Regions from separate parts of the Mus musculus genome. Here all the other regions are linked to region 1. A link is a contact called in public HiCAR-type, HiChIP or PLAC-seq and promoter capture Hi-C data. All regions are on one chromosome and are shown on one strand. The core of a region is the stretch at or near the end of the contact, and the rest is flanking DNA. Distances in the headings are between cores, read along the strand shown. Region 1 holds the start of Zdhhc20 (zinc finger, DHHC domain containing 20). Region 2 holds the start of Setdb2 (SET domain, bifurcated 2). Region 3 holds the start of Mphosph8 (M-phase phosphoprotein 8). Region 4 has its middle 39 kb from the start of 1700129C05Rik. Region 5 holds the start of 2410022M11Rik (RIKEN cDNA 2410022M11 gene). Region 6 holds the start of Zmym2 (zinc finger, MYM-type 2).

Region 1 (3,201 bases), core at 219-2,718:
AATAGCTGAATTTTACCCACCTTAGTGCCCTAGAGTTGGGTCAATTTTGCCACTAATATGTAGTCAAAAATTTGAAGTCAGAATATGTTTGCTTTTTTTTTTTTTTTTTTTTCTCTAGACAGGGTTTCTCTGTGTAGCTCTGGGTGTCCTGGAACTCACTTTGTAGACCAGGCTGGCCTTGAACTTAGAAATCTACCTGCCTCTCTCTCCCAAGTGCTGGTATTAAAGGTGTGCACTTCTGGGTCCTAATGTCATCTTTAGGGCATGTTGCAATTTTCTTATTGTATACATGTTACTTTAATGTAACAGTAGTGTATGGTGACTAAATATTAATACTCATTTTACTAAGTCTTTATCATACTATAATAGCAGTTACCTTCTTCTTGGAGACTTTAGTAAATAGTCTGTTTTAGCTGACCTCAAACTCACAGAGTTCCACTGTCCTCTTCCTCCTGAGTGTGTGGAATTAAAGGCATGTGCCACTATGCCCAGGGCCAAAACCCAAACCAACCCAAACCAAACTTAAAAACTTTTCATTTGTCCTCAGACAACCCCTGGGCCACACATCCTCATGAGCAGTGGTCCATGCACATCCGCACATAGAATGTAAATAAATGAATGTACTGTGTTTTAAAAGAATGTATGAAATTATTCCTAATGATTGTACATTATGATGTTTCACAGCAAGGCTTCTAGATTCTAAGATTGCAGTCATTACTTAGCAATCTCCAGCTGTAAATATTTGAAAATCCCACTCCAGGAAAGGGCTGTTTCTATATTCTGCTTTCATGGTGTAACCTTAAATGTGGACTCCAAATCAAACTGACCTGTTGTATATGGCTTCCACCTTAAATCTCAGGCTCCTACCAATTCAAACAAAACATGGTGGAGAGAGCGATACGTGGACCAAATTATCCCAGGGGATTCTTCATTGGAGACACATTATAGTCACAGGAGTCTTATATTTAAGTATATATAATATTTTTCTTGCTTGCACGCTTGAGTGATGCACAGCCTTATGTAATAGGGAACCCGACTTGTATGGGTCCTGAAAGACCTAGGGGAAGAGTGTTATACAGAGTGCCACCCAAGGCACACAGGGCAGCTAAGAATTCATTCCTCTCCCCTTGCGCATCCCCATCCCTCTCGTCACCCAGTCCTAGATGGCCTCCTACACATCCTTAGCACTCTCCTCTCTTTTCCACCAAGGCACCCCCAAATCCCATGGGCGGGCCTGAGCAGAAGCCCCGCCCCAACTTCAGGCCCCGCCTCCTTCGGCCGGGTAGCCCCACCCCCTACGGGGATTGCCAGGCGCGGGACTAGGGGCGGAGCGGCAGGATGCGGGGCAGGGGCGGACCCGGTCCAGGCGCCGGGAGGGGCGGAGTTGCAGCGTCGCCCTTCACAGCTCGCAGCGGGATGAGAGGCGGGCCCGGAGGCGGGCCCGAGGGCGGGGTCAGGGGCGGACCCGGGCCAGGCGCAGGGAGGGGCGGAGTTGTGGCGTCGCCCTTCGCCACTGCTTGCGGCGGCGGAGCCTCGGGGGCGGGGAAGCTGGCGACAGGGCCGCTGGGGTCTTGTGGTCCTACAGAATCGTGGGCAGCGGGACCCGGCAGTCAGCAGAGGAACATGGCGCCCTGGACACTCTGGCGCTGCTGCCAACGCGTGGTGGGCTGGGTTCCGGTGCTCTTCATCACCTTTGTGGTCGTCTGGTCCTACTACGCGTACGTGGTGGAGCTGTGCGTGAGTGAGTACGGGAGGCGCGGGCGGCGGGCCGGGCCGCGGGTGGCAGGCCGAGGCCTCGGCGCCGCGTTCTGATTCCGCGGGGCGGCCTGCGCTTCCCCAGCCCGTGGGTTCCACGTCCGAGGGTTCCGGCCCGCGCTTCTCCGGCGGTGGGGGCCCCTGTCCGTGGGTTTCTGCCCACGGCTCGCTGCTCGAGGGGTCCCGAGTTCGGGCCTGCGCGCCGCCCACGCTCCAAGCTTCCGGGTGGCTGCAGTCGCCTTGGGGCTCCCACCCTTCTGTGACGGAATGCTCACAAAGGCCTTTCCTTTTGAACTAGAGAACCCCTTCTGAGACGGCTTGTGAGGTCAGTTTGGCTAAAACACACGCACACACGCACAAAGAAATCTTTTCCTCCCAGATTGTTGCTCCCCAAACTGCGCGAGAAGAAGCGCGTAAGCTGAAAGCAGCCTGGGGGCCTGGGAGGGAGGTGTGTCTCCCGGGTCTGCAGTGTGGGCTCAGCCCCTGGTCTGAGCTGTATTTGACCCTTTTTAATATTCATCTGGGGGTCTCAGTGCTGGATTTACACAAAATGTTGTTTTGAGGCACAAGGAATTGAACAAGAGAGGTGCAAGCTCAATGACTTTTTTTTTTTGCCTGTTTACTTTGTAGGTTTGTATTGCTTATACCTTTAGTTTTAGGGCTTTGGTTTAGTTTTACTTTTGCTATTTTTCTTATTTAATTTTTTTTACCGTATGGTTCTTACCTGATTTCCTGGGATAAAGGAATAGCGTTGCATTATACTTACATGACTTAGCCGATTGGTTCATTGTCATTAACACCCTAGGCCATTACTATGTCAGTGATACTAAATAATTGCCTGTAAGCTTTGAGTGTGCGTTCTATACCTACTGGCTCTTTACTGTGTTCGTCTCCCGTCAGCATTATTAAATAAAACCCTAAGAAAAAGCAGTCCCTTGGTTTCCCAGAAGTGATGTGGTTTTAATTTTCAGACAGAGCCCTCGGTTATCTGAAGGACAGATTTTCTTTGGGGAAAAACATACGGGGTAAATACAAGAATGAAAAAAAAAAAAAATCGGGCTGGTGAGATGGCTCAGCGGGTAAGGGAACTGATTGCTCTTTCGAAGGTCCTGAGTTCAAATCCCAGCAACCACATGGTGGCTCACAACCACCCATAAAGAGATCTGACACCCTCTTTTGGTTCGTCTGAAGTCAGCTACGGTGAACTTACGTATAATAATAAATAAATCACTCAAAAATGGTAGAGCCTAGACCTCAATTGTGGCTTTGGATTTGGCGAGCTCCAAACCAAGTACTTGTTTAAAAACTCAAGTTCTGTTCATAGAAGACCCTGAAGTAGCTGAGCTTCTGCAGGTTTTTATTTTTACAGATTTTTTTTTTTTTTGAGACAGGGTTTCTCTGTATAGCCCTGGTTGTCCTGGAACTCACTTTGTAGACCAGGCTGGC
Region 2 (3,201 bases), core at 267-2,766, 1.6 Mb before region 1:
ACACACACACACACACACACACAAAACAAAAAAACAAACAAACAAACAAAAAAACAAACCAATTAACCTTGAATAACTTAAGTTATTCAACCTTGAAATAAAATAAAAAGTGAAGATACTGGTGTTAAGTTTATCAAAACTGTTATAAGTGAATCACAAAATATTTGTCTCTAACAGGCTAGATTTTCAGATCTGGCAGCTTCTTTCAAATAATAAAAAAAAAAAGAATGCTTTCTACTTCCTTTTCTACTTTTTTTTCCCCAAGAGAAAACTGGAAAGAGGAAAGTACAGTGTCTTGCTCTTCCCAAACTCCAACACCCTCCTTAAATAATACCCTGTTCCATAAAGCCAGCCCGCATAGCATCGCAGACCCAGAAATGTACAAAGCTGTCATGGCTTTCTTGTTTGGTTGGTTTTGACTAGGTGCAGAAAACATATTCGACATGTGTTAAATTTAATGTGAAGCTTCACAATTTCGTTTCCAAAAGTCAACTTTAATTGCATAGATGTATTCATTTGAGTTGTATTGTTTTGGGGTTTGGTTAATTTTGATGTGTTTTTCTTTCTTTTTTTTTTTTGCAAACTTTTTTTTAAAATCAAGTTTATAATGTTAAAAATATGTAAAGAGAAATTTACAAAAAAAAAAAAAAATCAGCACCTTTGAAACTGGGGTAAGGGTGTGGCGCTCCTGTGGCAGAAAGATCCGGTCTGCCTGAGCTACATGTATACCTAGCATGAAGTGAATTTGGAGCATGACAAACACTAGTTTACTTCCCGTTTCTCCTTTTTATTTTATTTTATTTCTCTCTTTTTTTCTAACGTCATTGAATGAATGCTGGCGGCATGCTTATGAATAAAACTACTCTCACACAACCTGCTGTCCATGTATGTCAAAGGATGAACTCTCGAGAAGGGCAAAGGCTCCGCAGTTGGCCCCTGGCAATTGACAAAAAAGAAAAGTTCTCTATCGACCCGGAGGCCAGTGGTCGAGACAGCCCCCTCTCCCTTCCACGACTGGCTTTCCCGTGTTGAATCCTACAGCCAGCCTCCTTTAATCATGACAGGGGTCGGCGGTGGGAATCTTCGCGCCACAAACACTGCTGAGCAACTCTCGGAAACCAAGGGATCAGGGTTAAGACAGGAAAGCAAAGCCTGCGCCAGACTCTAATGACCAGCAAAGCCAAGCCGGGGCCACCGCCACCGCCACCACCACCACGCCTGCCTCCCAAACACAGGGAGGAGACTCCGGGCGGGCGAGAAGAATCCCCTGCTAGTTAAGTCGCCCCTTCACTCCCAACACTCCTGTCACCCCGAGGACTCTCCTTCCACACACACACTCCCAGAGCCGGAAAAGGCTCGCCGCAGCCACACACCTACCGCGGGCAGAGAGCGCTGCGCCACCACTCCAGCGAAGTGCCTCACTTGGCTGCCGAGAACCCGATTGGCCGTAGCAGTCCGCGCGAGACAAACCGAGAGAGTCGCCGACCAATCAGGAGGCCGCGCGCTCCGGCCGGCGCCGCGGGGCCGCGGAAACTGTGTGGAGCTCCCTTGGGGCTGATGTCTCCCCCGCTGAGGTGAAGCCGCCTCGGGACTGCAGACTCTGGTGCGGACAGTGCAAGGCGCGCGGGGTGCCAGGCCGCCTCAACCCGCTGTCTCAGTAGCGGGGGTGGCCGGGGCTCTCAGTCGCGTTTCCCCCACCGTCTTGCGGCGCTCACTTTCGTGGCTGGTGATTTCTGAGTAATTTGGCTATCATGGGCTGTAGACAGCGGAGCACAGACAAGATCTTCAGGACACTGGTCCATTCCACAGGTAAGGTTACACTGGCCATGAACAAATGAAATTATTTATCAGTTGAACTTGATTGGTATCTTCGGAGCGACGGACTGACTCACTACTCAACAGTCCAAGATCAATAAAGTCACTGCAGAAAGGGATATGATTGACAGATCATATGATTGGCATGTAGTAACATGGTTCTTTGCATGTTAGTGAAGAAAACCAAAGTGGAGGATTAATTTATGTTTAGTCTTAGATTTGGTAAACAGACCATTAGCTCTTCCAAATACCCTACCACATACGATAGGATAGGTTTCTATTCTTCACCAGAAGGCGTTTTGCCATTGTTGTGTTGTTTAACATACGAACACGTTAAAAATGTGCCTGACCCTGACTTACGCTCCGATTATGTCATGCCTATCAAAGAACCAACGAGATAGTGGTATCTTAGTTTTTTTAGTTTCTTTTTCCTCCAAGTAAAAAGGAAACTTAGATCTAAATGAAGTTGCCTGTATGTTTGGCCAGATGAAAGTTTGAGACTGGCAAAGAACCAAATTTAAATAAAATTCTCCTGGCAAGCTGGGAGATGGTGGCTGGGGAGGCAGAGACTAGCGGATCTCTTGAGTTCTCTCCGGATTGAGTTCCCGGAAAGCCAGGGTTACCCAGAGAAACGTTGTCTCAAAATACAAAACATACAAACAAATAAAAAGTACACTAACAGTGAAATATTAGTGTTGTCTTTGGAAGATAAGCTTTAAATTTCCTTAACTTTTTTTGGCAATTTTTTTTCTTTTGTAAATTAGCTTCCAAGCTACACTGGTGAGAGCTTTTTCTTTAGTTGCTGTTTGCTATGTGGAAGTCCAGCCTAGTAGACCAGGATGGCTTTGAGCTACTGGTCCTCCTGTCCCCACCTGCCCTTTCCTGAGGTGTCAGGCTGAGTGAGTGTACTGAGGTGGAAGTTACTAGAATCTAAGGTGGAAGGCAGCTTGGCAATGTCTCTTTGTGGCACTTGGATATCTGTAGTATTAATTTTACAGTGGAAAGGTTGCCTGGCTGAAGTACAGTGTATAGCTTATGTTTCCCTTTTAACAGTTTGCATTTCTGGTGAGTCTCATTGCCAATGTGATACATACTTCTTTTTGGCTAACAGATTTTCAAGTTTCTAAGAACATTTTGGTGTTCTGAAGCATATCACAGTTAGTGGTATATGTCAAGCATATTCTGGGCTGGAACCATAGCCCAGTCAGAATACGTGCCTTGTTTGTGCAAAGCCCTGGTTTGGAATCTGAGCACTACATAAGTCCAGTGTGGTGGCACATGCCATTGATCCCAGTGCCTAGGAGGTAGAGGCAAAAGGATCAGAAGTTTAAGGCTATACTCAGTATCATAACCAGTTCAAGGCGAGCCTTTCTCAAAAGGAAAAAG
Region 3 (3,201 bases), core at 476-2,975, 1.2 Mb after region 1:
TGTGGCACAGACAGACATAAGGCTGAACAACCATATACATAAAAATAACAATATAGGCTAGAATTTCGTCTTTAAAAAGAAAAAAAAAATCTCTACCATCAGGCCAGGCAGTGGTGGTCTTTAATCCCAGCATCCAGGAGGCAGATGCAGGCACATTTTTGAGTTTTAAGGCCAGCCTGGTCTAAACAGAGAAATCTTGTCTCAAAAACAAAACAAAACAAAACAGGAGTTCTCAGAGAAAAGCACCACTTTAAAGAAATGTCTACCATCAAGCCAACATGGCACAGGGTAAACAGCAGTCCATTAAAAAAAAAAGTTTGTCAATGGATTAAAAATTAAGATGAAAGTTGGCATATGGCAGATAACAAATGACAGAAAATACAACAGAAACAAAACCATCGTATAGGCACGATTCCTATCTACAGCCCTTATCTTCTCCTTTCTCCAAATTCCCATTTCGTTTACTCATTCAATAATCCCACAGCCGTGAGATAGATCTCTGTGGTAAAGCTCTTGCCTTGCATTCATGAAACCCTGGGTCCAGTACACGGTATCAGATAACGGCAACAACAAAATCAGCCTTTGCTGTTACTGGACTAAGTGTCCGTGATTCAAGCATTATTATAAACCACATCCCCTGATTAAAGGAGCCCACAATCTAGAGCAGAAAAGACAAATACAGAGATAAAAGACAATGACTTAAATAGAGGTAAGAGAGTAAGGACAGAACTGAGAAAGCACCTTTTTCTGCAGAGCTCGGGTAAGGGAAGAGAGGGGAGAAAAGGTATCACAAACAGATGGATCCCAAGCCTTGGAAATACAGACTAAGAATTTCTCCCGGGGACGACATTCGCAGCAAGGAGGATGTTAAGTGTTCAAGCACGATGTGCGAAGATTGTCCTTTCAAGCTTACTCTAAATCTCTTGAGTTACACTCATAAAACGCGCAGAAAAGGGACACTTTGGGTTGGGAAACCTTTACTGTCCCGGGCACTCGGTGTGAATGGGATTTCCTGAATTTAAGCCAAGGAGCATTTTCTACTTTTAGAAAACATTGGGACAACGGTGTAGAGAATCCTCCAGTCTTTCCTAACGGAAAGCCATGGCCCTAACCGTATACCCGAATGCTGAAGGCCACAGAAGTCTCCCACCAGCTGCCTTGCATCCTACGATTCTCAACATTCCATGTCACCGCTTCGTCTCTTCTGCCAAAACAACACTTAGAACTTCCCTAAGCATCCATCCTCCACCGACTGCGGCCAGGGTCCTCTCCAGGATGTCAGTCTGCGCCTACGGACCGCCACCGTCCTCCCAAGCTGTTCCAGGCTGTTCGGCGTCCCACTCGGATTCTCCCAACCCGCCGTCCCCGCCCCGGAGACTCCCTGTCCGGCCGCTCAGCCCCCACATACTCCCTCGCACTTCATGTCCAGGATCCTCTCCACCTCGAAAACGTCCTCCCCATCCTCCTCGCTGTCCCCAACGGCCACCGTTCCTTTGGTGGCTGCGTCCTTCTCTTCGTCCCCTGCTCCAACTCCTTCGGACTCGGGAGAACGGCCAATGCTGTCGGGAACTGACATAACTAGAGCGGCCGCACTCATGCCCTCCTCAGCCGCCGCCGCCATCACAGACGCAGTGCAAAACCAACGCGAAAAACCGCCGGCGACCCACAGCGGGACAGCACCGCGCGCCTGCCGCTCCGCCCTAATCCGCTCCAGCGGCGTGACTCGACCGTGAGGCAAGCCAGCCAATTGTGGGCGCCGAGCTCTGGATTGACACACAGAACGGCCAATCACGCAAAGGCGCGCTCCCCGGCTCCCTGGGGAGTTCACGGGAAGTGGATGGGCGGGTCGACGGACTCTGAGGAAGAACGCTGCCTCAGGGAAGAGCGGAAGGGCTCCCCTGGGGAGACTGCGAGGGGCGGTCCTAGCACCTCACCTCCCAAACTCCGGTGACGCCCGCTGCCTGAGGAGACCTGTTGTTTGGATTGTCGGAAGGAGACCATGAGGATTCTGGGAAAGGGACCCCCAGTGTTAGCGAGACCCGCCTGTGCGGAATGGCTGCCCAGGAATCCTTTCGTATGGTTTTGGCTGGCTTATATGGCGTCTGCGGTCGAATCAATTACATATAGCCTATAGGGATATTTCATTTTAGTGAGTAGCGTTTATAGATAGAGAATAGGGACCCGGAGGTGGTTCAGCAGATTACGGCCCTGGTCGCCAAATATGAGGACCTGAGTTTAATTTCCAAGGGCATACATAGCGAGAGAATTCCCCCAATATGTATTCTCTTCTGTCAGGAGAAAGGCCAATCTTTACAGCAAGACACTGTATCAAGTAATAATTTATGGGATTTACTTGTTGGGCTTTGAAAGTAGTTCAGTGATAGGGCGTTTGTCTGGCAGGTGATGGTTGGAGGCTTGGTCCTAGTAGCTGAGTAAAAGTTGGTTCTCTCCTTCAAAAGATAGAGCCCAGGTTGCCTGGCTTGGCCCCATTTGGGCTATACTTAATTAATTGGATCATTCACACCTGATAAACCAAGCCAAAACCACCTATGTGTTTGTTCCCAAGTTCCCTTGCTTCTTATTGAATTGAAAATATCAGAAGCAGGTGCGGGGTTGATGCAAGAGAAACGAGTAATATTGATGCTACAAAGGAGTCACTAGGAAGCGAGCCTGCGATATGATTGGAAGAGAATTACCAGGCTTATTACAAACTCTAGGAAAGACATTTTTGTGCCAACATTGAAGTTTTGGGTTGCTGAGAAAGTTTCTGTTAACGTTAGTGCACTAAGATTGACCTCCAATTAGACTCCATTTCCACAACAAAAGGAGACAACCCTAACTTACAACCAGCCATTAAGCCTATCCACCTTATTAAAAAAAAAAAAAAAAAAAAAGCCTCTAAGGGGCAGCTCAATGGCTGAGCCCCAAGTCACACCTATCATTAAGTCCTAGTTTGCCATTAAATCCCCTGTGCCCTTGTGAGGAAAAGCCTAACTCTGCTGGTAGGTAGGCAAGAGGACCCTGAATAACAACTATTTGAAAAGAACAACACTGGTGTATATGCTTAGAAATAATTCTGACTATCTTCGCTGTGTACCTCTTGTATCTGCCTGAGTGACTAGACTTTCAGTCTCCTGTCTGTATTAAAATTGTTCCAAGAGTAACCTGCATCTGGAACCTGAAAGAGATTTCAGAATAATA
Region 4 (3,201 bases), core at 192-2,691, 1.2 Mb before region 1:
GTAAATGTACCACATTTTCTGTATCCATTCCTCGGTTGAGGAACATCTGGGTTCTTTCCAGCTCCTGGCTATTATAAATAAGCTGCTATGAACATAGTGGAGCATGTGTCCTTATTACCAGTTGGAAGGAACACCTTCTGGGTATATGCCCAGGAGAGGTATTTCTGGATCTTCTGGTAGTACTATGTCCAATTTTCTGAGGAACTGCCAGACTGATTTCCAGAGTGTTTGTACAAGCTTGCAATCCCACCAGAAATGCTAAAACCATCCAGTGGAAAAAAGATAGCATTTTCAACAAATGGTGCTGGCACAACTGGAGGTTATCATGTAGAAGAATGCAAATTGATACATTCTTATCTCCTTGTACAAAGCTCAAGTCTAAGTGGATCAAACAACTCCACATAAAACCAGAGACAGTGAAACTTATAGAGGAGAAAGTGGGGAAAAGCCTCGAAGATATGGGCACAGGGGGAAAATTCCTAAACAGAACAGCAATGGCTTGTGCTGTAAGATCAAGAATGGACAAATGGGACCTCATAAAATTGCAAAGCTTCTGTAAGGCAAAAGATACTGTCAATAAGACAAAAAGGTCACCAACAGATTGGGAAAGAAGTTTTACCAATCCTAAATCTAATAGGGGACTGATATCCAATATATACAAAGAGCTCAAGAAGCTGAACTCCAGAAATTCTCATAACCCCATTAAAAATGGGGTACAGATATAAACAAAGAATTCTCAACTGCGGAGTGCTGAAGGGCTGAGAAGCACTTGAAAAAATGTTCAACATCCATAATCATGAGGGAAATGCAAATCAAAACAACCCTGAGATTCCACCTCACACCAGTCAGAATGGCTAGGATCAAAAATTCAGGTGACAGCAGGTGCTGGCGAGGATGTGGAGAGAACAAAACCATCCTTACACAGTTCCCTCGCTCGTCCTTCTCCAGGTCACGTGATCGCGCAATGACCTTGGTTTAAGCCAACAGGTAATCCTCCAGGCTGTGCTCCTGACAGTTAAGTGGCTTTAACATAAACTTTGCAAACAGGAGGGGATATGCTAGATAAAAGCACCATTTGTCTTTTGCTCACTTGCTGTGTGCCCTCTCCATTGTCTGGTGAGGACCCTTGGGAGGTGGGAGACTTGGCTTGTCCTGGGCAGTCCATGAACGGTTTTTCTTCTCTTTGGCACAGAGTGGGTATTTACTGGGCACACATTCTGGTGCTTTGATGGATGGGTGAGCTGGACTTCACCTACACTGAGCTAAAGAGATCAAGACTTGGACAGGTCTTTTTCCATCCAGTGGTGTCAGCGATTTAGAGTAAACCTCCCAGCCGACTCCATGATCTTCAGGGGGAGGGGCCATCCTTGAGCTCACAGACAGAGTAACAAAGGTTTGCTTATGGTGCTGTGGCCTCTGCTAGCAAAGAGGTTCTGTATGCCCAGCTACCGTGGGCTCCTGTCTTCCTTGTCCGTTTACTGTGGTTGTCCTCCACTCTGACAGGGTCTGAAGCCTTTTATCTTCCATTTCGAACATCACTTTGAAGCCTTTGCAAGGACTATGTTACAAGTTTAGTGATAGACAAACTCAAATAGTTGAACAAGGAGTGAGAGAGGATGGAGAAAGATACAGATAGACCTGCTAATGAAAATGGAAAAAAAATAATCTAATCATCCCTGAGTTAGAGAAAAACATCCTTTGTTCCCCATCTCAGTGAAAAAATCCCAGGTATGCGGGGTCACGGCCTCAAGCTTCTTCTGGCTCCGCAGCTGGGCTACGATTTGCAATAAAGCAAACCTTTCAAAGGCGGTCAACTTTAGCAGGGTGTTTTGCTGCACAGAGGAGGACGGCTGGCAGTGTATGGGTCCTGGCAACGCTCCCCTGGAGAAGGACACTGCTCCTAGTCAGCAGGGACATTTTATTTCACCTCAACTGTTTTCATCCAGAGACCAGAGGGTGACCAAAATGGTGCTTCTGTGAATTTTTTCTCGTTAGATTTAAGTGTAATCTCAAAGAGAAATGCACTCAGTTCTGATGCTAAGCAACTTTAGGTCATCTACAATGCTGTAAAGACCATTGAGGTTGAATCCAGGGCTCACATTAGGCAAGTGCTAGACTTTTTACCCGCATTGCCTACCCTTCTGATTTCATTTAGAGACAGGGTCTTCCCAAGCTGCCAAGACTGATCTTGGGCTTGTGGTCTTCCTAGTTTAGAGGCCTGAATATCTAGGGTTACACCTGTACCAGCTATTTACTAACTCTTCTCATGGAAAGTCACAGCCTGACTTGATGGAATTCATGTTTTCACTGTTCCCGAGGGCCGTGCATCTTACTTGTAGGCATCGCATGTTTATTAAAGACAGCATAAAATGATGCATACTCTTAACTATATTCATATAACAGCTTACATTTATTTTTTCTGGTGCTGAGGTATAAACCCAGAGGCAGGCACATGCTGGGAACACCTTGTTTTCCGAGCTGCATTGCCAGCCTAAAAGCACTTTAGTGGTGAGTCATATTTATCAGTTTCCCCTTATGTACCTCCCGTTGTCCATATCTGATGAGATTCAGGACACCATTTTCTTGACTAAATATACCCGCAGATTTCTTTCTGGGTTTATCACCCCCTTCTGATCTATCTTGTGTGAAAACCACACCAAACACAGATATTTCCATATACACACATTTATTTTACTTCCATACCCACTTCCCTTTATACAGGTCTGATGACTTGTAGACTCATCCTATGATGTAAGCACCAATCCCTGATACCATTAATGATACTCTTTTATGCTTGCACACAGGAGTCTAGCATGGTTATCCTCTGAGAGGCTCCACCCGTCAGCTGACTCAGATGGATACAGACACCCACAGCCAAACAATGGATGGAAATTAGGAATTCTATTTATTTATTTTTATTTATTATTAGATATTTTCTTTATATATATTTCAAATGCTATTCCGAAAGTTCCCTATACCCTCCCTCCGCCCTGCTCCCCTACCCACCCACTCAGACTTCTTGGCCCTGGCCTTCCCCTGTGCTGGGGCATATAAAGTTTGCAAGACCAAGGGCCTCTCTTCCCAGTGATGGCCGACTAGGCCATCTTCTACTACATATGCTGTTAGAGATACGAGCTCTGGGGATACTGGTTAGTTCATATTGTTGTTCCACCTATAGGGTTGCAGACCCCTTCAGCTCCT
Region 5 (3,201 bases), core at 470-2,969, 1.1 Mb after region 1:
AAAAAGGGGATGTGCGTTTTAAATATTGAAAAAAAAAACTCCGGTTTCTGTAACTCTGAGATATGTATATGTGCTCATGAATGTATTTGTACATCTATGTGTGTAGGTAGGCCAGAAGAGCTTGTCCAAAAAAGGGCTTGGATCTCCTGGAACTGCAGTTGCTGGCAGTTGGAAACTGCTCCACGAAGGTACAAATCTGGTAGTCTTTAAGAGCAGGAAGCACTCATAACCTCTGAGCCATCTAATAGCCTTCCACTCAGCTGCCTGGTTTTTGTGGTTTTGTTTTGTTTTTTCTCTTTGAGGCAGTTAATGTATCCTGGGTCAGCTTTGAACTGATTCTGCTACTTCTGTGCCTTTAATACTGGCACTCCATTCCTGTGCTATGAGGTGTGGGATTTTGTTTTCAAATCATATCTAAGCCTAAACCAAGAAAGCAGTGGTGACATGCTTACAATCCCAATGCTCCAGAGGCAGAGGAAGAGAGAGGCAAAGGCAGAAGAAAGATCACAGAGTTCCAGGCCAGACTATGCTAGACATTGTCTTAAAAGAGAGACTCATATATATTTTTGCTCTTTTGGTTTTTCAACTCAGGGTTTTTCTGTGTAGCCCTGACTGTCCAGGAATCCACTTTGTAGACCAACCTGGCCTCGAACTCACAGATATCCAACTGCCTCTGCCTGCAAGTGTTGGAACTAAAAGCATGCGCCACCAAGTCCAGTTAAGAGTCATATATTTTCACATATTATGTAACAAGAACCTCAATCCAACCTAAAAGCATCAGTTGTAATCCCGCTAACAAACACCAGGGCGAGGTGCATTTCTTAGGTTACAGGGAGTCCTGGAAATCCGGCACCAAGTCTTCTGCCAAAGACATGGGTATAGACGAGGAACAAAAGACCCTCGTGCCGCCCTCCAGCGGCTCCGCTCCGAATGCGTCCGGTGGGACTCCCATTAGAGGGTCACTGCCCACGGAGCCAGGATGAAGCGAAGGGCACGCGATGGCCCGAGGCCCGGCAAACGTGGAGGACAGGCGCCGGGCAGGCCGGAGAGCGCGTGCTCGGCCAGGCACCGACGGCCAAGGCCAGACAGCCCAGGTCCCAGGGGCGCGAGCCCGCTAAGGGAGCCCGGGGCTCCATCTTGCCCGGCGGCAGTCTGGGGTCACCACTGTCCTGTGGCCCCGCCGCAATCTCGGCGCGCAAACTCTTGGCGGCCGAGGACAAGGCCTATGGTAGAGCGCGATCGGACTCGTTCCGGGCCAAGTTTCTCGTCCCCACGGGTTCGGTTCTGATGGGCCCCAAGTTCTCCCAACAGATCCCACAAAATGGAGGCCGACGTCTCCTCCCGCCGCAGCCATGGCGGAGGTGGGACACCCTTCCCACGGGCCAGGCAAGGTGGAAGCGCCTGCACGGCCGCCAGCGCACCAGTCCCCTTGCGGCCGCGGCCGGGCTCGCCCCCTCGGTCCGCCGCAGGCATTGCCGGGCTCGCCAGTCGCCGGGGTCTTGGGGGCCTGGACAGGGAGGACGCCGGGACATCGAGGCCGCGTCTCTCCTCGAGCAGAGTCGCAAAGGGCCGTGGCGACCGTCTGGAGGCCGAGACCCAGTGTCCCGATCCCGGGCCCACCGGAAGCCTCGACGAATATCGCCCGCCCCCAGGGCCGAAGCGCGAGCCGAACTGCGGGCAGCGCCACTCGGGCTCCTGACCCGGGCAGACCCCGCGAGTGGGGGCGGGGCGGGGGCACGGAGGGAGGGCGGAAGAGAGGGAGGGCCGGCCCAGCCCGGGGCTGGCGGCGGGGGGGGGGGGGGGGGGGGCCGGCAGGCCCGAGGGCGTGGCCCAGGTCTGACGGACAGCCGCCGTGACTACCTCACCGAGGAGGGTCCTGAAAGAAGGCCGACTGGGCCAATGGAGCCTGCCCGAGGCATTCCGTGCCGCCCACGCCATCAGCCAATGAGCGTGCGGAGGGCGGGGCCTCCCCGGGCCCCGCCGTGCCACCGCCTCCTCTGCCTCCTCCTCACCAGCGCTAAAGCCGGGACTGGACCGAGCGGAGTTGTGCGTGTCGCCGAAGGGGGGTGGGCCGGGGGAGGGGAGGTTCGTTCCGCGGAGCTGCAGCCAGAACCCGGTGAGGCTTCTCCCCGCCGTCTTTCCTGTCGAGGGCCGCGGAGAGTGGGGGTGGCTGGGAGCAGCGCAGCCTCGGGAGGAGGAGGCGGAGGCGGGGGCGACTGGGGAGGCGGAGATGGGTGAGGGCAGCGTCGGGAGCCTCCCACCGAGCCGGGCTTAACAGCCCGCGGCGGCCGGTGTCGCGGCTGCTGCGTCGGGGCCTGAGGGTGCGCTGGGGGCCGCGCTGATGTCCAGGGCGGCTTCGCGTGCGGCCGGAGGGGTGAGGGAGCGCGGGCGCGGCAGGGCTGGCTGGGTGAGGCGGCCGCGGGGCGGGGAGCGCGAGAGCCTCCGGGTGCGGGCGGCAGCGGCCGGAGGTCGAAGAGTGTTTTCCTTTCTGTGCTGCGAGCGGGCGGGCGGGTCGGGGAGGGGCCCTTTGGCCCTCCCGCCCGGGGGCCGCACTCCCACCCTGTCTGTTCAACCGACACCCCAAGTTTTCCGTGTTAAGGGGCGTCCTCTTACGTCCCGCGGCGTTTTCTCTCTCTCTCTTTTTTTTTTTTTTTGGGTCGGTCTGTCGCAGCTTTTAATCTTATTTGAGCCAGTTTCTAATGGCTGACCTGGTGCCTGTCGCGGGCTACTGAGGAGTTAGGCCCTAATCAAGTGCTTGCGGCAAATGGGACCCAATTGTTGAACCTCTCCCGGGTCGGATTTGTACTTGAGTGGTAACTACTTAGGAGAAATGTGAATCCCTTTCTAGATTCGAGGACGCGTTTACTCTTCGACTCAGCTGCGCGCTCTACTCATAATTCTGAAACTGGAAAGAACATATGAGCTTGGCCTGCTGTCGTTTAGTTGATCTATTGTTTATTTGGAGAAGGTTGGTAGAACAGCTTGGGAATAACTTCACCTTGACTTATTTATTTCCTTTGGCGTTCAGGGTTTGGTGCTACCTCGGAGCTGTTGATGTTCACTGTATGTATGTGTTTTGGGTGTTTGTTTGTAAATTTCTTTTTATACTAGGATCTTCAAGCTACTTTGGTGAAGGATTTGACAGGAATAAGGAAAACATCTCCATTGTGAGTCATTTTGCGTAGCTTTCCTGCTTAAACC
Region 6 (3,201 bases), core at 442-2,941, 1.0 Mb after region 1:
TAAGCAGCTCTCCATAGTTGTCCATTACCAGAGGTCCATTAACCATGATGACAAGAAAAATGTCAAAAATGGTTGCATGCACTTCAAACCAAATAACATTAATTCCCACTCTGTAACTCTAGAGGGCACCAGAAATATGCCCTCCTTCCCAACACCCCTCCTCCCCACCGGTAACGTGAGCAGCTGCAGAAGCCCGTCGTCTGGTTGCTGAGGTTGGTATTGCAGCAGCAGAAGCGATGTCTGCAGCGGTGCAAACAGCAGCGCCCACTCCCAGCTGCCTCACCAGGCATCACTGGAGTTTCTCCCCGACAGCAGCTGCCACCCAAGAGAAGGCTCCTCCCCTTAAGAACAACCAGGAGGGCCAAATCCTATAGCTGAACCCCTATAATCCAACCACGTCCTCTGTTAATAAGCAAATTAGAAGAAAAGGACTCACAATGGTGTTTTCCTCACTTTCTGCCAAAGATGCACCAGATAGGGTTGAACGAAATTTCTGGTCCTGGGATAAAAGAGAAAAAAAAAAAGGGGGGGGGGAGAGAAATGGATGAACACCCAATCTGGTAGGAGCACCAAGCCGATTTCACCAGGAGGAGGCAGAGAAGGGACTAAGGGGTCAAGGAGGTTTGGCCCTTCTATTATTACCCCAAAGCCCACGCAAAACAGCCTACTACTTACTACCCAAGTGGAGTGAAATATTTTATTTGGAGCCAAAGCCCATGTGTAAGCCTCAATCTGCAGGGAAAGGGACCTGAGGGCACCAAGCCTGCTATGGGGTAGGGAGGGGGAAGGGCAAACATTGCCCCGACGCCAGCAAGGGACTTGCACTCCCTCGCAAGTATTACCACCACGGTTATTCCAGTCAAACTCAGCACCAATTTACAGGTAAAAACCAGTTTATGTCAACGATGGGCTGATATTGCCCATATTTGCCCCAAGCAGTTGCCCTGGGCCCGAGGTTTGCCCCCCCTGCAGTCCGAGACCGGCAGCGCTGCCTCCCCGTCCGCCATTAGAGACCCAGCCAAACAATACGTGAGGAGCAAGAGCCGCGCAGCACAGCGCCGGGGAGGAGACCAGCGACGAAGAGGACGCCGCAAGACTCAAAAGGCACCCCTTGCCATCGAAAACTTGGGGTCTCGGTTGGACAGACAGGGTGGGAGTGCAGCCCCCAGGCGGGAGGGCCAAAGGGCCCCTCCCCGGCCCGCCCGGCCGCCCGCAGCACAGAAAGGAAAACACCCCACGACCTCCGGCCGCTGCCGCCCGCACCTCGAGGCCCCCGCGCCCCCCGCCCCCGGCGACCGCCTCACCCAGCCAGCCCTGCCGCGCCCGCGCTCCCTCACCCCTCGGGCCGCACGCGAAGCCGCCCTGGACATCAGCGCGGCCCCCAGCGCACCCTCAGGCCCCGACGCAGCAGCCGCGACACCGGCCGCCGCGGGCTGTTAAGCCCGGCTCGGTGGGAGGCTCCCGACGCTGCCCTCACCCATCTCCGCCTCCCCAGTCGCCCCCGCCTCCGCCTCCTCCTCCCGAGGCTGCGCTGCTCCCAGCCACCCCCACTCTCCGCGGCCCTCGACAGGAAAGACGGCGGGGAGAAGCCTCACCGGGTTCTGGCTGCAGCTCCGCGGAACGAACCTCCCCTCCCCCGGCCCACCCCCCTTCGGCGACACGCACAACTCCGCTCGGTCCAGTCCCGGCTTTAGCGCTGGTGAGGAGGAGGCAGAGGAGGCGGTGGCACGGCGGGGCCCGGAGAGGCCCCGCCCTCCGCACGCTCATTGGCTGATGGCGTGGGCGGCACGGAATGCCTCGGGCAGGCTCCATTGGCCCAGTCGGCCTTCTTTCAGGACCCTCCTCGGTGAGGTAGTCACGGCGGCTGTCCGTCAGACCTGGGCCACGCCCTCGGGCCTACCGGCCCCCCCCCCCCCGCGGGCTGGGCCGGCCCTCCCTCCCTCCCTCTTTCCCTCCCTCCCTCCCTCCGTGCCCCCGCCCCGCCCCCACTCGCGGGGTCCGCCCGGGTCAGGAGCCCGAGTGGCGCTGCCCGCAGTTCGGCTCGCGCTTCGGCCCTGGGGGCGGGCGGTCTTCGTCGAGGCTTCCCGTGGGCCCGGGATCGGGACACTGGGTCTCGGCCTCCAGACGGTCGCCGCGGCCCTTTGCGACTCTGCTCGAGGAGAAACGCGGCCTCGATGTCCCGGTGTCCTCCCTGTCCAGGCCCCCAAGACCCGGGCGACTGGCGAGCCCGGCAGTGCCTGCGGCGGACCGAGGGGGCGAGCCCGGCTGCGGCCGCAAGGGGACTGGTGCGCTGGCGGCCGTGCAGGCGCTTCCACCTTGCCTGGCCCGTGGGAAGGGTGTCCCACCTCCGCCATGGCTGCGGCGGGAGGAGACGTCGGCCTCCATTTTGTGGGATCTGTTGGGAGAACTTGGGGCCCATCAGAACCGAACCCGTGGGGACGAGAAACTTGGCCCGGAACGAGTCCGATCGCGCTCTACCATAGGCCTTGTCCTCGGCCGCCAAGAGTTTGCGCGCCGAGATTGCGGCGGGGCCACACGACAGTGGTGACCCCAGACTGCCGCCGGGCAAGATGGAGCCCCGGGCTCCCTTAGCGGGCTCGCGCCCCTGGGACCTGGGCTGTCTGGCCTCGGCCGTCGGTGCCTGGCCGAGCACGCGCTCTCCGGCCTGCCCAGCGCCTGTCCTCCACGTTGGCGGGGCCTCGGGCCATCGCGTGCCCTTCGCTTCAGTCCTGGCTCCGTGGGCAGTGACCCTCTCATAGGAGTCCCACCGGGCGCATTCGGAGCGGAGCCGCTGGAGGGCGGCACGAGGGTCTTTTGTTCCTCGTCTACACCCACGTCTTTGGCAGAAGACTTGGTGCTGGATTTCCAGGACTCCCTGTAACCTAAGAAATGCACCTCGCCCTGGTGGTTGTTAGCGGGATTACAACTGATGTTGGTTACTTCCTCAACCAAATGGATGGATTCAATTAGATCTCTGAATTTCCGAATTGACAATACCGCCTATTAATGAGTCATATGGCGTTACATTGTAAAGCTCTCCAAGATGATAATGAACATGAAATTTTTAATGAAGTGAATTATTGATTAAGGTCTCAGGCTAATATGTAGACTGCAGTGGATACCATTTACAAAGGACAACCTGGTAGAAACAATCATTTTCAATTTTAAAAAAAAGTGCTTTCACCCTCATTTAAATTCCAT

The links. Promoter capture Hi-C pulls out the DNA fragments that hold promoters and counts their contacts. HiCAR-type assays count read pairs that join an accessible place to other places. HiChIP or PLAC-seq counts read pairs in DNA pulled down with a chosen protein or histone mark.
Region 2: a promoter capture Hi-C map of cranial neural crest shows a contact between it and region 1. The contact joins the promoter of Setdb2 here to the promoter of Zdhhc20 in region 1. A contact is called at or near these places in 7 of 39 promoter capture datasets (the 3T3-L1 cell line, the C10 cell line, cranial neural crest and 3 more) and 2 of 115 datasets of contacts at active chromatin or transcription factors (astrocytes and large pre-B cells).
Region 3: a contact with region 1 is called in an H3K27ac HiChIP or PLAC-seq map of microglia, with 6 times the contacts expected there. The contact joins the promoter of Mphosph8 here to the promoter of Zdhhc20 in region 1. A contact is called at or near these places in 3 of 39 promoter capture datasets (hippocampal neurons, liver and pre-B cells) and 1 of 115 datasets of contacts at active chromatin or transcription factors (microglia).
Region 4: a contact with region 1 is called in a promoter capture Hi-C map of cranial neural crest. The contact joins the enhancer-like site here to the promoter of Zdhhc20 in region 1. A contact is called at or near these places in 11 of 39 promoter capture datasets (the 3T3-L1 cell line, 3T3-L1-derived adipocytes, cranial neural crest and 6 more) and 1 of 115 datasets of contacts at active chromatin or transcription factors (astrocytes).
Region 5: a promoter capture Hi-C map of pre-B cells shows a contact between it and region 1, with 3 times the contacts expected there. The contact joins the promoter of 2410022M11Rik here to the promoter of Zdhhc20 in region 1. A contact is called at or near these places in 2 of 39 promoter capture datasets (liver and pre-B cells), 1 of 484 Hi-C or Micro-C datasets (LSK cells) and 1 of 115 datasets of contacts at active chromatin or transcription factors (astrocytes).
Region 6: a HiCAR-type map of astrocytes shows a contact between it and region 1, with 2.7 times the contacts expected there. The contact joins the promoter of Zmym2 here to the promoter of Zdhhc20 in region 1. A contact is called at or near these places in 2 of 115 datasets of contacts at active chromatin or transcription factors (astrocytes and bone marrow-derived macrophages).

The regions. Positions count from the first base shown.
Region 1 is chr14:57,888,603-57,891,803 of GRCm38.p6, reverse strand. Zdhhc20 (zinc finger, DHHC domain containing 20) reads left to right here and starts at 1,468. Exons shown (of 13, transcript NM_029492.5): 1 at 1,468-1,741. The coding sequence starts at 1,624.
Region 2 is chr14:59,439,195-59,442,395 of GRCm38.p6, reverse strand. It overlaps Setdb2 (SET domain, bifurcated 2), which reads left to right and starts at 1,516. Exons shown (of 14, transcript NM_001320720.1): 1 at 1,516-1,809. Gm45935 (predicted gene, 45935) reads left to right here and starts at 1,516. Exons shown (of 24, transcript NM_001320725.1): 1 at 1,516-1,809. Cab39l (calcium binding protein 39-like) reads right to left here and starts at 1,433. Exons shown (of 11, transcript NM_026908.4): 1 at 1,378-1,433.
Region 3 is chr14:56,666,772-56,669,972 of GRCm38.p6, reverse strand. It overlaps Mphosph8 (M-phase phosphoprotein 8), which reads right to left and starts at 1,725. Exons shown (of 14, transcript NM_023773.2): 1 at 1,409-1,725. The coding sequence starts at 1,621. It also overlaps the pseudogene Gm4032.
Region 4 is chr14:59,102,746-59,105,946 of GRCm38.p6, reverse strand. No RefSeq gene overlaps it. Among named protein-coding and RNA genes, the nearest start is that of 1700129C05Rik, 39 kb to the left of the region's middle. Within about 2 kb of position 1,441, at least 17 of the 459 cell types and tissues checked have an H3K27ac peak or open chromatin away from gene starts, as enhancers often do.
Region 5 is chr14:56,810,507-56,813,707 of GRCm38.p6, reverse strand. 2410022M11Rik (RIKEN cDNA 2410022M11 gene) reads right to left here and starts at 1,719. Exons shown (of 1, transcript NR_152252.1): 1 at 1-1,719. It overlaps Zmym5 (zinc finger, MYM-type 5), which reads left to right and starts at 2,244. Exons shown (of 8, transcript NM_001253753.1): 1 at 2,244-2,374; 2 at 2,849-2,968.
Region 6 is chr14:56,885,093-56,888,293 of GRCm38.p6, reverse strand. It overlaps Zmym2 (zinc finger, MYM-type 2), which reads right to left and starts at 1,691. Exons shown (of 25, transcript NM_029498.4): 1 at 1,596-1,691; 2 at 437-499.